Regions from separate parts of the Mus musculus genome. Here region 2 is linked to region 1. Evidence: chromatin contacts called from public HiChIP or PLAC-seq data. All regions are on one chromosome and are shown on one strand. The core of a region is the stretch at or near the end of the contact, and the rest is flanking DNA. Distances in the headings are between cores, read along the strand shown. Region 1 has its middle 270 kb from the start of Col3a1. Region 2 has its middle 130 kb from the start of Col3a1.

Evidence for each region. HiChIP or PLAC-seq counts read pairs in DNA pulled down with a chosen protein or histone mark.
Region 2: a contact with region 1 is called in a CTCF HiChIP or PLAC-seq map of the NIH/3T3 cell line, with 8 read pairs. The contact joins two enhancer-like sites. A contact is called at or near these places in 1 of 15 datasets of contacts at CTCF or cohesin (the NIH/3T3 cell line) and 3 of 484 Hi-C or Micro-C datasets (nephron progenitors and uterus).

Annotation. Positions count from the first base shown.
Region 1 is chr1:45,041,283-45,046,436 of GRCm38.p6, reverse strand. No RefSeq gene overlaps it. Among named protein-coding and RNA genes, the nearest start is that of Col3a1, 270 kb to the left of the region's middle. Within about 2 kb of position 3,091, at least 48 of the 459 cell types and tissues checked have an H3K27ac peak or open chromatin away from gene starts, as enhancers often do. A contact at or near this core is called in the NIH/3T3 cell line, where this site is marked.
Region 2 is chr1:45,180,880-45,186,033 of GRCm38.p6, reverse strand. No RefSeq gene overlaps it. Among named protein-coding and RNA genes, the nearest start is that of Col3a1, 130 kb to the left of the region's middle. Within about 2 kb of position 3,068, at least 6 of the 459 cell types and tissues checked have an H3K27ac peak or open chromatin away from gene starts, as enhancers often do. A contact at or near this core is called in the NIH/3T3 cell line, where this site is marked.

The DNA.
Region 1 (5,154 bases), core at 1,842-4,341:
AAAATGTTTGGTCCAATTCACTTGCCCAAACTACAGGACACTATCAAGAGAAGGTCCTCTTGTGACTGTGTTGCGAATGCTCCTGCCTAAGTTACATGGAAAAACCATTATCATGGTGAGAAAGGATCAAGATGAAAGATCCAAATTTCTAACAAATTTATCTTAGATGTGGTATATATTTTAAGCAGAAGCTTAACAGGAATTAACAAGTGAGGGTAGACTGTTTTAAAACTACATTCAGGGTCTGGACATTTAATTCAGAGTTAAGAGCATATACTACTTTTGTAGATGACAAAGAGTTTTGTTGCCTGCACTCAAATCCAGCAGCTCATAGCCACCTGTCACTCCAGCTCCAGGAAACTGAATGCCCTCATCTGGATTACAGGCTGCCTGCATTCACATGCACATAGCATAGTTACTTTTTAAAAAAAACCTTTTAAAATGACATATAATTGTAAGTATGGTATTAAAAGTTATTAAAATGCATTTTCTTATGTCAAATATTTGTTTATATTTGATTATTATATAGATTTCTTCAAATCAGTATATAAAATATTAAATTATGATAAATGTGATGAATCAATTATATTTGGTTTTGGTATATATGTGTGGGCATTGTATAAATGCATCTATTTTTAAGTATATAAAATATACGTAATATATAAATTCATAAATTTAAACTGTCTTAAATGTCTCATGTCTCAATTGCTAGGCCTTTTTGCAGTTTTGGAATTTTCCCTCAGCATTTCAATTTCATCTGGATTTTTATTAAATTATTTATTTATTTTACATCCCAATCTAAGCTTCTCCTCTATCATTTTCTCCTAGTCCCTCCCTGTCACCCATTCTCCCTATCTTGCTCCTCACAGAAGGCAAGGCCTTCCATGGATACCAACCCACCTTGGCATACCAAGTTGCAGTAGGACTAGATGTATCTTTTCCTATTGAGCTTACACAAGGCAGCTCAGTCAGGAAAAAAAGGGGAACAAAGACAGGCAACAGAGTTAGAAACAGCCCTGATCCGGTTTTGAAGCATCTGACATAAAGACTGAGCTATAGCCAGTCGTGGTGGCGCACGCCTTTAATCCCAGCACTTGGGAGGCAGAGGCAGGCAGATTTCTGAATTCGAGGCCAGTCTGGTCTACAGAGTGAGTTCCAGGACAGCCAGGGCTACACAGGGAAATCCTGTCTTGAAAAACAAAAGCCAAAACAAAACAAACAAAAAGACTGAGCTGTACATCTGTTACATCTGTATAGAGGTTCCTAAGTCTGCCCCATGCATGTTCTTTCATTGGTGTTTCAGTCTCTGTGATCACTTAAGATGTAGAACTTTCAGCTCCTCCTTCACCATGCCTGCCTAGATGTTTCCATATTCTTGCCCTGATCATAATGAACCAAACCTCTGAACCTGTAAGCCAGCCCCAATTAAATGTAGTCTTGGTGTCTGTTCACAACAGTACAACTTTAACTAAAACACTAGGTTTATGACTGCAAGTATAGGAGAACATCATTAATAGTGTCAGAAATAGGGGACTCTTTCTCTCTCCTGACATGGCTCTCAAGTTGGGCCAGTCATTGTTTGGCCATTTCTTCAATTTCTGCTCTATCTTTACCCCTGCACATCTTACTATCAGGACAAATTGTGACTCAAAGGTTTTGTGGGTAGGGTAGTACCCCATTCAATTGGAAGTGTTGCCTGATTACAGGAGGTATCTGGTTTAGGTTCTATATTCCATACTGTTAGAAGTTTTAGGTAGGTTCACACTCATTCATTCATCCTTTGTCCTAGATTTCTAGTTTATCCCAGAGATGCTCCCCCATCCAAGTTCTCTCTCACAAATATTTAATACTCTTAGTCATTAGGGAAATACAAAGCAAAACGACTCTAAAATTCCATCTCACACTAGTCAGAATGGCTAAGATAAAAACAAACAAACAAACAAACAAACAAACAAACAGACGAACACCCTCAAGTGACAGCTCATGCTGGCAAGGATGTGGAGCAAGAGGAACAGTCCTCTACTGTTGGTGGGAGTATAAACTTGTACAACTCCTTTGGAAATCAATCTGGTGGTTTCTCAGAAAATTGGGAATAGATCTACCTCAAAACCCAGTTATACTACTCCTGGGTATATACACAAATGATGCTTGACCATTCCACAAGGAAACTTACTTAAGTATTTTTCTTTTTTTTAATTAGGTATTTTCCTCACTTACATTTCCAATGCTATCCCAAAAGTCCCCCATACCCTCCCCCACTTAACTATTTTTCATAACAGCTTTACTCGTAATAGACAGAAACTGGAAAGAACTTCGATGTCCCTCAGTTGAAGAATAGATAAAGAAAACAGTACATTTATTTACACACTGCAACAATACATGACTATTATAAAGAAGAACATCATGAAATTTGCAGGGAAATGGGTGGAACTAAAAAATATTACCCCAATTCCCAACTGAGGTAAACGAGATTCAGAGAGAAACAGATAGTATGTACCCAGTTATAAGTGAATATTACTAAAAAAGTACAGGATAACCATGCTACAATCTATAGTCACAAAGCTAAGTAACAAGGAGGACCTAAGGGATGATGATTGAACCTCACTGAGAAGGAGAAATAATCTAGACATCAGGGGTAGATGAAGGGAGGGAACTGAGTGTGAGAGGGAGTTGGGATGAGAACAGGAGAGATCCAGTAGAGAGGACACAGGGAGAGAGAACTGATCTGGATTTTATTATGAGAAAATTTTTTCCTGAATTTTTTTTAGCCTGCCCCATGTGATTAATGGGGTTCCTTTTATTTATGATGTCACAGCAGTCTCAAATTCAGAGACATAGCACATATTGCAGACTTCTGCTTTTCTACTTAGCTAAAGCCAAACTACACTAGGTAGGATTTAAACACAGTTAAGGAGAGCATTCCTATTAGGTCAGAAAGCAGGAAGAGGAGGCTTAGTGTGGAATCCAGCAGTTGGAGCAATAAAGCTCCAAGGAAGGTTTTGTGATTTCTGCACACTTAGGCCCAAGTAGGTCTGACAAAAAGCCACAGAGCACACATTTCCTGTTTAAGTCAGTGCTGGATCCAGCCCCAGAAACTCAATATTGCATTGACTGTTTCCAGACTTTGGCCAGGACCAAACCTCATTTCACCACTCCTAGTCCTATTTCTGAACTTTAAAATGCTAGAGAAGTCGGGTTGATGGATTAATTTAAAGTTTACTGCTGAGAAATGCAAGGATTCTCTCACACATGCTCATGGTCTAAACGTAGAAAGATTGAGATTTCTGACATATGTGTTGTTACCTGCTTTTGCAGAAAACATTAGTTAAACACGAGGTGTATCTCTGAGAAACATGTTATTTTTAACATCTTTATAAGAAAATTCAAGCCAAATTGGAACTCAGTCATCGGGATCCAGGAAAGACATTATAATATTTAAGAAACACCTCCACAGAAAATATGACTCAACACAATTTTAGAAAAACATGGTGGTCACTTACTGGCTGTGGTGTAGATGATCTCAAAGTCAATTTAATGACTTTAAAGAAACAAGTCATAAAATAAGTAAGAGTTGCTTAGTTAAGATGACCACAGTTAGTCATCAGTGCTTTCTGACCTCTGACATATTGATGTGATTTTAAATTGTCTAGTAACAGCTGTATTTCTTTATCCATATGGTTTCAGGCCTTTATCATGAAAGAAATTCATCTGTAAAAATATTTAACTCCATGTCTTTGGGTTTACATTGTTGTAATATTAACCATGACACTAGTCAACATGAGGGGTAGTGGGTTTATTTCAGCTTACAACTCTCAGTTCACAGCCTTCATATCAAGGAATGAGGTCAGGGCTAGAACTCAAGACAGGAACCTGGAGGCAAAAAACAAAAACAAAAACAAAAAAACCAGAAGCCATGGTGGAGAATGGCTTAGTAACTCCCCCCACTCTACCTTATTGTACTTTCTTCTAGCATCCCAGGATCACCCGGGTATGGCATAGCTCAAACTGGGCTTATCCTCACCACATCAGTCTGTAGTTTAAAAATAAAACAATCAATATTAGTTAACAATAAACTTTCCTTTTTGCTCATTCTTTATTAATATCACAATATAGATATTATAACATAAAAGTATCACAGTCCTTCAATTTCAATTCTTTAAAAATCCAGTCTCTTTTAAAAGATCCAAAGTTCATACCAAACATTGGATGGAACTTGTAGACAATTACAGAAGAGTTGGGGGAAGGACTGAGAACTCCAGAAGGTAGAGGAACCCCACAGGAAGACTAACAGAGTCAATTAACCTGGATCCCTGAGGAATCTCAGAGACTGAACCATCAAACAAAGAGTATACATGGGCTGGACCTAGTCACCCAACCCCACATTTGTAGCAGATGTGTAGTTTGGTCATCATGTTATTGCCCAACAACTGGAGCTGGAACTGTTCCTAAAGCTTTTGCCTGTCTGTGTGGATCTCATTCACTTAACTGGCCTGCCCTATGTGGTCTCAATAGGAGAGAATAACCTTGTCCTGCTGAGACATGAGGTGGAAGGGTGGGGGCATACTGAAGGGTAGCATTCAGTGAAGACAGAGAGGGAGGGATTATATGAAGGGGAATCATGAGTGGGACTAGCAATCTGAATATAAAGTGAATAAGTAAATAAATAATAAATAAATGGGAAAAATGAATGTGTCAAGCTCAATGCAACATTGCTGCTTTTACTTACAAAATAAGACTTAAATGCATTTTTGTTTCATTTAGTTAAACATATTTATTTGTTTGCTTATTCATTCATTTATTTTTGTTTGTATTGCTACTTGGGAGAGGGTTCCTGTGAGTTCAGCTGCCTATGGTGGCTGGAGAAATCGGATCCCCTGAAATTGGAGTTGTAGGATATTGTGAGTCATATGATTTGTATGGGTGCTGTGAATCATACTTTGTCATTTGCAATAGTAGAATATACTCTTTTTTTATTAGATATTTCCATTATTTACATTTCAAAGGTTATCCCCTTTCCTGTTTTCCACTCCAAACACCTCCTATGCCCTCCTCCCTCCCCCTACACACCAACCTACCCACTCCCTCTTCCTAGCCCTGGCATTCCCCTATACTGGGGCATAGAACTTTCACAGCATGAAGGGCTTCTCTTCCCAC
Region 2 (5,154 bases), core at 1,819-4,318, 140 kb before region 1:
GCTACTATACTAATGATGGTTTGCTACTATATAGTAGGTTGCTTGCTTTTCAGTTTGGCCACCAAACAGTAGTTATATGAAACAAAAACAACTGAAAATTTTGGCTCTGGATGTTAACCTCTTGGGCTTTTACATTGATACTTCCAATTGGAAAGTATAATCCTAACTTAAAGTAATTACAGAAATGAAAATTCATCCTTCTATCCTATACTTGTAGTCCAAAAGCTTGAGAGAAACTAGATATTGGGGAGTTCATTTTCGTAATGATTGTTAATGAGCTGGGAATACAAGTAATTAGCAAGTCTGAAGAATTACTTCTTGTTTAATCTTGGTTTAAATACAGAGAGATGAGTCTAATTGTTAAGTGTATAAAAGTTGAATACACAAAGGAGAACATTTAACTAGTGACCAAACAGGCAAAAATTGAGCTCAATTTGTGATTCTCTTGTGAATGTAGACATAGGCAAGGACTAATGCTTGTGTAAAATGGGGATAATGTGTCACTTCTTTCCTCAAAAGGACATTCTAGGATGTTTGACCTTTCACAGGATCTTTCAGCTCTGGTTCCTGGTTCCAAGAGAAAACAAAGTTAAGCTTTAATAACATAAAATAAACATAAGAAAAAATCTTCCAAATGTTGACAATAATATATAACTGTGGATGAGACATGAGTCTCTTTCCATGTTAGAAAAATTGTAACTATAGAATGAAAATATTTTGTCATTGGAGACCAACGTAAAAACTAGGTTTAGAATTACTTAATTGTAAAAGTTAAACCATCTTAAATGATTCAATAAACATAGTATGCCATGGCTTACATGGAGAATTGACTATTGATATATTTCCTTCACTAAAGATGAATGATAGAACCCCCTTAGACCCTTCTTTAGTTGCTCCTGACTGTACTGGATTGTGCATAGGTCCTCACATGCCAGCCACAAGGCATATTGCATGGAATCCTCAACTGTTCTCCAGAATCTTGACTACAATTTGATTCTGCTGCTCATCAGTGTTTTATCTTGCAGCAGGAACACCCTTCCTACAGCTTAAAATTTCCATTATCCTCTGAAAAGTTTTGTAGTTCAGACTATGGGCTAGGTCTAAAATAACTTCTCAAATGGTCAAAGCTGAAGAGCTGGCAGATTTACTTCTGCTTCTGGCTAAAAACAATCTTTCTCACATTATTTCACTGTGTCTGGTTCAATCCAGGTCAGAAACCAGAAACAAAACACTTGCCAGTGTTTCTGAGCCTTTCAGATGCTTGGCTGGTGGAGAATGTATTTACTTAATACTGATACACCATCAAAAGCACTTACTTTTAGTCTGGTAGAAGCTGTAAGAGGTAGTGTGCTCAGAAGAATGACTACAATATGACAAACTAATGTCTCCCTTGTACATTTTAAGTCTTCATTTATTTTGTGGAACTCAGTATAATTCTATATTAGTATTGACAAATTATATGAAGTATTAAAACTAAATATAATAATTCAAGTTTTTGTTGTTATTGTTCAATAAACAGCTTTGTAAAGTACATGTGACTTTACTAACATGGAATTTGCCTCAGTGATGGCTGGAATTTGGTCTCCAAAAATAAGAAATACAAAGTAAAAGATGTTATGTTAAGAATTCTTACAGAAAAAATAAACTCCTCAGCCAAAATAAACTCAAAAATAATACTAGACTTTTATATAAATACATAGATAACCTGGATTATAAGAGAAAATATGAGACATGGCTTCACCTGTAAGCCTAGCTCTTTGGATGACAAAGCAGGAAAATCACTAGTACAAGAAGAACAGAGAGTACATGGTGAGACCTGTTTATAAAAGGAAAAAAAATGAAAGAAAGGTAGGGGAAATGGAAAGAAAATGGGAGGGAAGTGAAACAGAGGAAGGAAAAGTGAGAGTCAGGGAGAAAGTAAAAGAAACACAGAGCTCTGCATTCTGACTGTTGTGAGAATCTAGTCTACTTTTCCTTAAGAGGCATGGGGTGCAATGGTGCTTGCACCTACAAAACACAAGTGAAACCAGAAATGTTAAACATACAATGGTCTTTTTTCAACTGAGGAGATATAATGTCTGTTTTTCCACCCAGAAGGCAGAGAATAGATTTTGTTAACAACCTGGTGAGCTTTTTGCTATCAGTGGAAACAGACCTCACCCAAATTACCCCAAAGATTATCCCAGACTCTTCCCTCCTTAAACCACCTTGTGGAGATGCTACATGCATTTTCTAGACTACTGACCTTTATGCTATTGTTCAGAGACCACACTAGATTCTTTTAGTTATAGAACCCATCCTCATGTCTACAGGTACATTATAAAGGAGATTCTATGTAGTTATACCTTACACTTTATTGTGCATCTGAAACTAGAATGGTTGTTGCCTAGAAACCTTTTCCCAAATTGATCTGTTTCAAATATATCGACAGTGAACTATTTGGCTTTCGACTCCTCACCGTGTGATCCAGGTTTGTGAATTCAATCTATACCAGGTTTTCACTCTCATCTCCTTGGGCAGGTTTGCTTCCCTGTCTGACACATGCACAGATCCATTCAGAAAGATACTTCCTTCATGCTGTGGAACTTAACTCCCTTTTATTTGAAGTCAATGACAGTAGTTTTTGGTGATCCATATTGGTTTATTATACACAGAATGCTTCATTCACATGGATATAAGATGTGCACTATATTTTTTCAAGTGTTGCAAACCACAAAACTTCCTACCCAATTTAGAGTATACAAATACCATTTACTAGAAATGGAAGTATTTTTTTTTAATCTTAGCAAAAATTAAAAATCTAAGATAAAAGCCAGAAAAATGTGGAGTAGAGTAGTGGGACATTCAGCCAAGAGATCTGGTTCCTGAGGTTGAAAGGACCTTCCTTACTCCCTCAGCTTTTGCATAGCTCTTAGCCTCTTGCCATTGGCCCAACTGAAATGTAAGGAGGAAGAACATAAGACCATGTCTGCTTCATAATTTTGCTACAGAGACTGACTTTGCTTCTTCACTATAACACAGATGCTAAATCTCAGAGGAAAGAATAACATTCTAACACATGCCTGCACTCATAGTGGTCAGCAATGACTCATACAAGAAATCTGCAAGACATGTCCTATTTGTATGAATGCAGCCTATCATTTTGATTCTGCATTCATGACAAAGGAAAAATCACTTTGTGGATGCTCCTTGTGCTATTTGGAAACTTCAAGGGCATTATTTGATAAAGCTTAAAATGTGTACCAGTGAAGAAGTTTATTTCTTTTTACTAGTTAGGATGGCTTATAAAAATGCCCATATTTTCTTTTGCTTCATATATAGATACTAAAAGAAAATGGTTTTTCTTCTCTAAAAATATTTTGATTAATTCTTTGAGAAATCACTACAATACATTTATTTTGATCATATTTATCCCTCCTCTATCTTCCCATTTTCTCCTTGGTACACACTCCCACCTTTGTGTCTTCATTTCTTTTTAAACCTATCAAGTCCCATTTTTGTTGCCTGTATTTCTTAGGCATTTTGCCATCCACTGTAGTGTGTTAGACCTACCACAAACCACACTCTAAGAAAAGCTACTTTTTCCTCTCTCAGCAACTACCGAGTTACTACAATTACTTAGCTAGGGATCGAACTTGGTGCCTACCTTCCCTCTCCATTATGATAATATTTTGGCTTGTCCTTTCACAGGTCTTGAGCAGCCTGTTAGAATTGCTATGACTTCATATATGCAACTGTCCTATTGTCTCCCAAGAACAATTTCATTGCAAAAGCCAGTAGTCATCCTCTACCTCTGGCTCTTAAAGTCCCTCTTCTTTTCCCACAATGATCTGTGAACTTTGGGAAATTAAATGTCTCATTTAGGGCTAAACACTTCACAAGTCACTTATTTTCCTCATCTTTAACATTGTGGCTGTCTGTGGTAATTGTCATGTGCTTAAAACAAACAAATAAACAAACAAACAAACAAACAAACTTCTCTGAAGTGTTTGAATGATTCATTCATCTGTAAGTATAACAAGTTGTTAGGAGTTGCCTTAATACTATGACCTCTTGGCAAAATAATGGTAGCAGATTCTTCCTTAGGGTCTATGACCTTTGCATACAAGTTATTGTCCTCAGCAACTTTGTGAGGTATAGGCTCCACCTAGTGAAGTGAAACTTAAATTCAATCAGAAAGTAGTTGGTTACGCAATGCCATTTATGCCACTGTTGCAGTCAGGTGAGTCATAATTGTGGCTTGCAGGTTCCACAGCTGGATGAGATTGATTATTATCTTACTATTTCTAGGCTATATATATATATTGTTTATATATATAAACATCTACACTGATTTCCATAGTGGTTTCACTGGTATGCACTCATTCCCCTTCCTCTACAGTCACATCAGAATTTGTTATCACTTATGCTTTGACCTTATCTATTCTGACCAGGGTAAGTTGGTCTCAAAGTAGTTTCCATTATATTGACTGATTTAGAAACATTTTTCAGCCTTTTGTAATTTATGTTTTGATAATTCTTTATTTATATCCAACCCCATTTGGAGATGGTGGTGTTTATTTCTTGCTGTTTAGTTTTTTAAATCTGTATATATTTTAGATACTAGATATGTATCTAGGCTATCTCTTCATTTAAATGATGGTGTCCTTTTGCTGTTCAGAAGCCTTTAGTTTTATGTGTTTCTATTTGTTGATTGTCAGTCTTAAGCAATGTCATAATTGGGGGAGGTAGTTGGTGAATTTAATAACAGTGTTGTCTGATTTCCTCATTGTTTTAATTTAATTCACATATGTCTGACTAACTGAAACATAGCTATTTTAAGCAACACTAAAGGAATTTATGTTGATAATCCATAAGGATTTAACTAGCTCCAAGTGGATCACCATTGCCTATATTTCGTTTTACTTGTCTGCCACCATTTTTTCATTGTTATATTGTGCCAAATGCATTGAGGCAGTAGCATCTTTAGATCACATCTCTTGACTGATTGTGTACATAAACATTACTATCTCCTAACAAGTGATAAAGTGGCATTGGATCTAGTCAATAGCTACAATTAAATTGACGAGAAAGGTTTTATGTCTTTAAAAGTGAATTATTTTAACTTATCTAAGAGACCCAATCACCTTTATTATAATTTACCTCATTATTTGA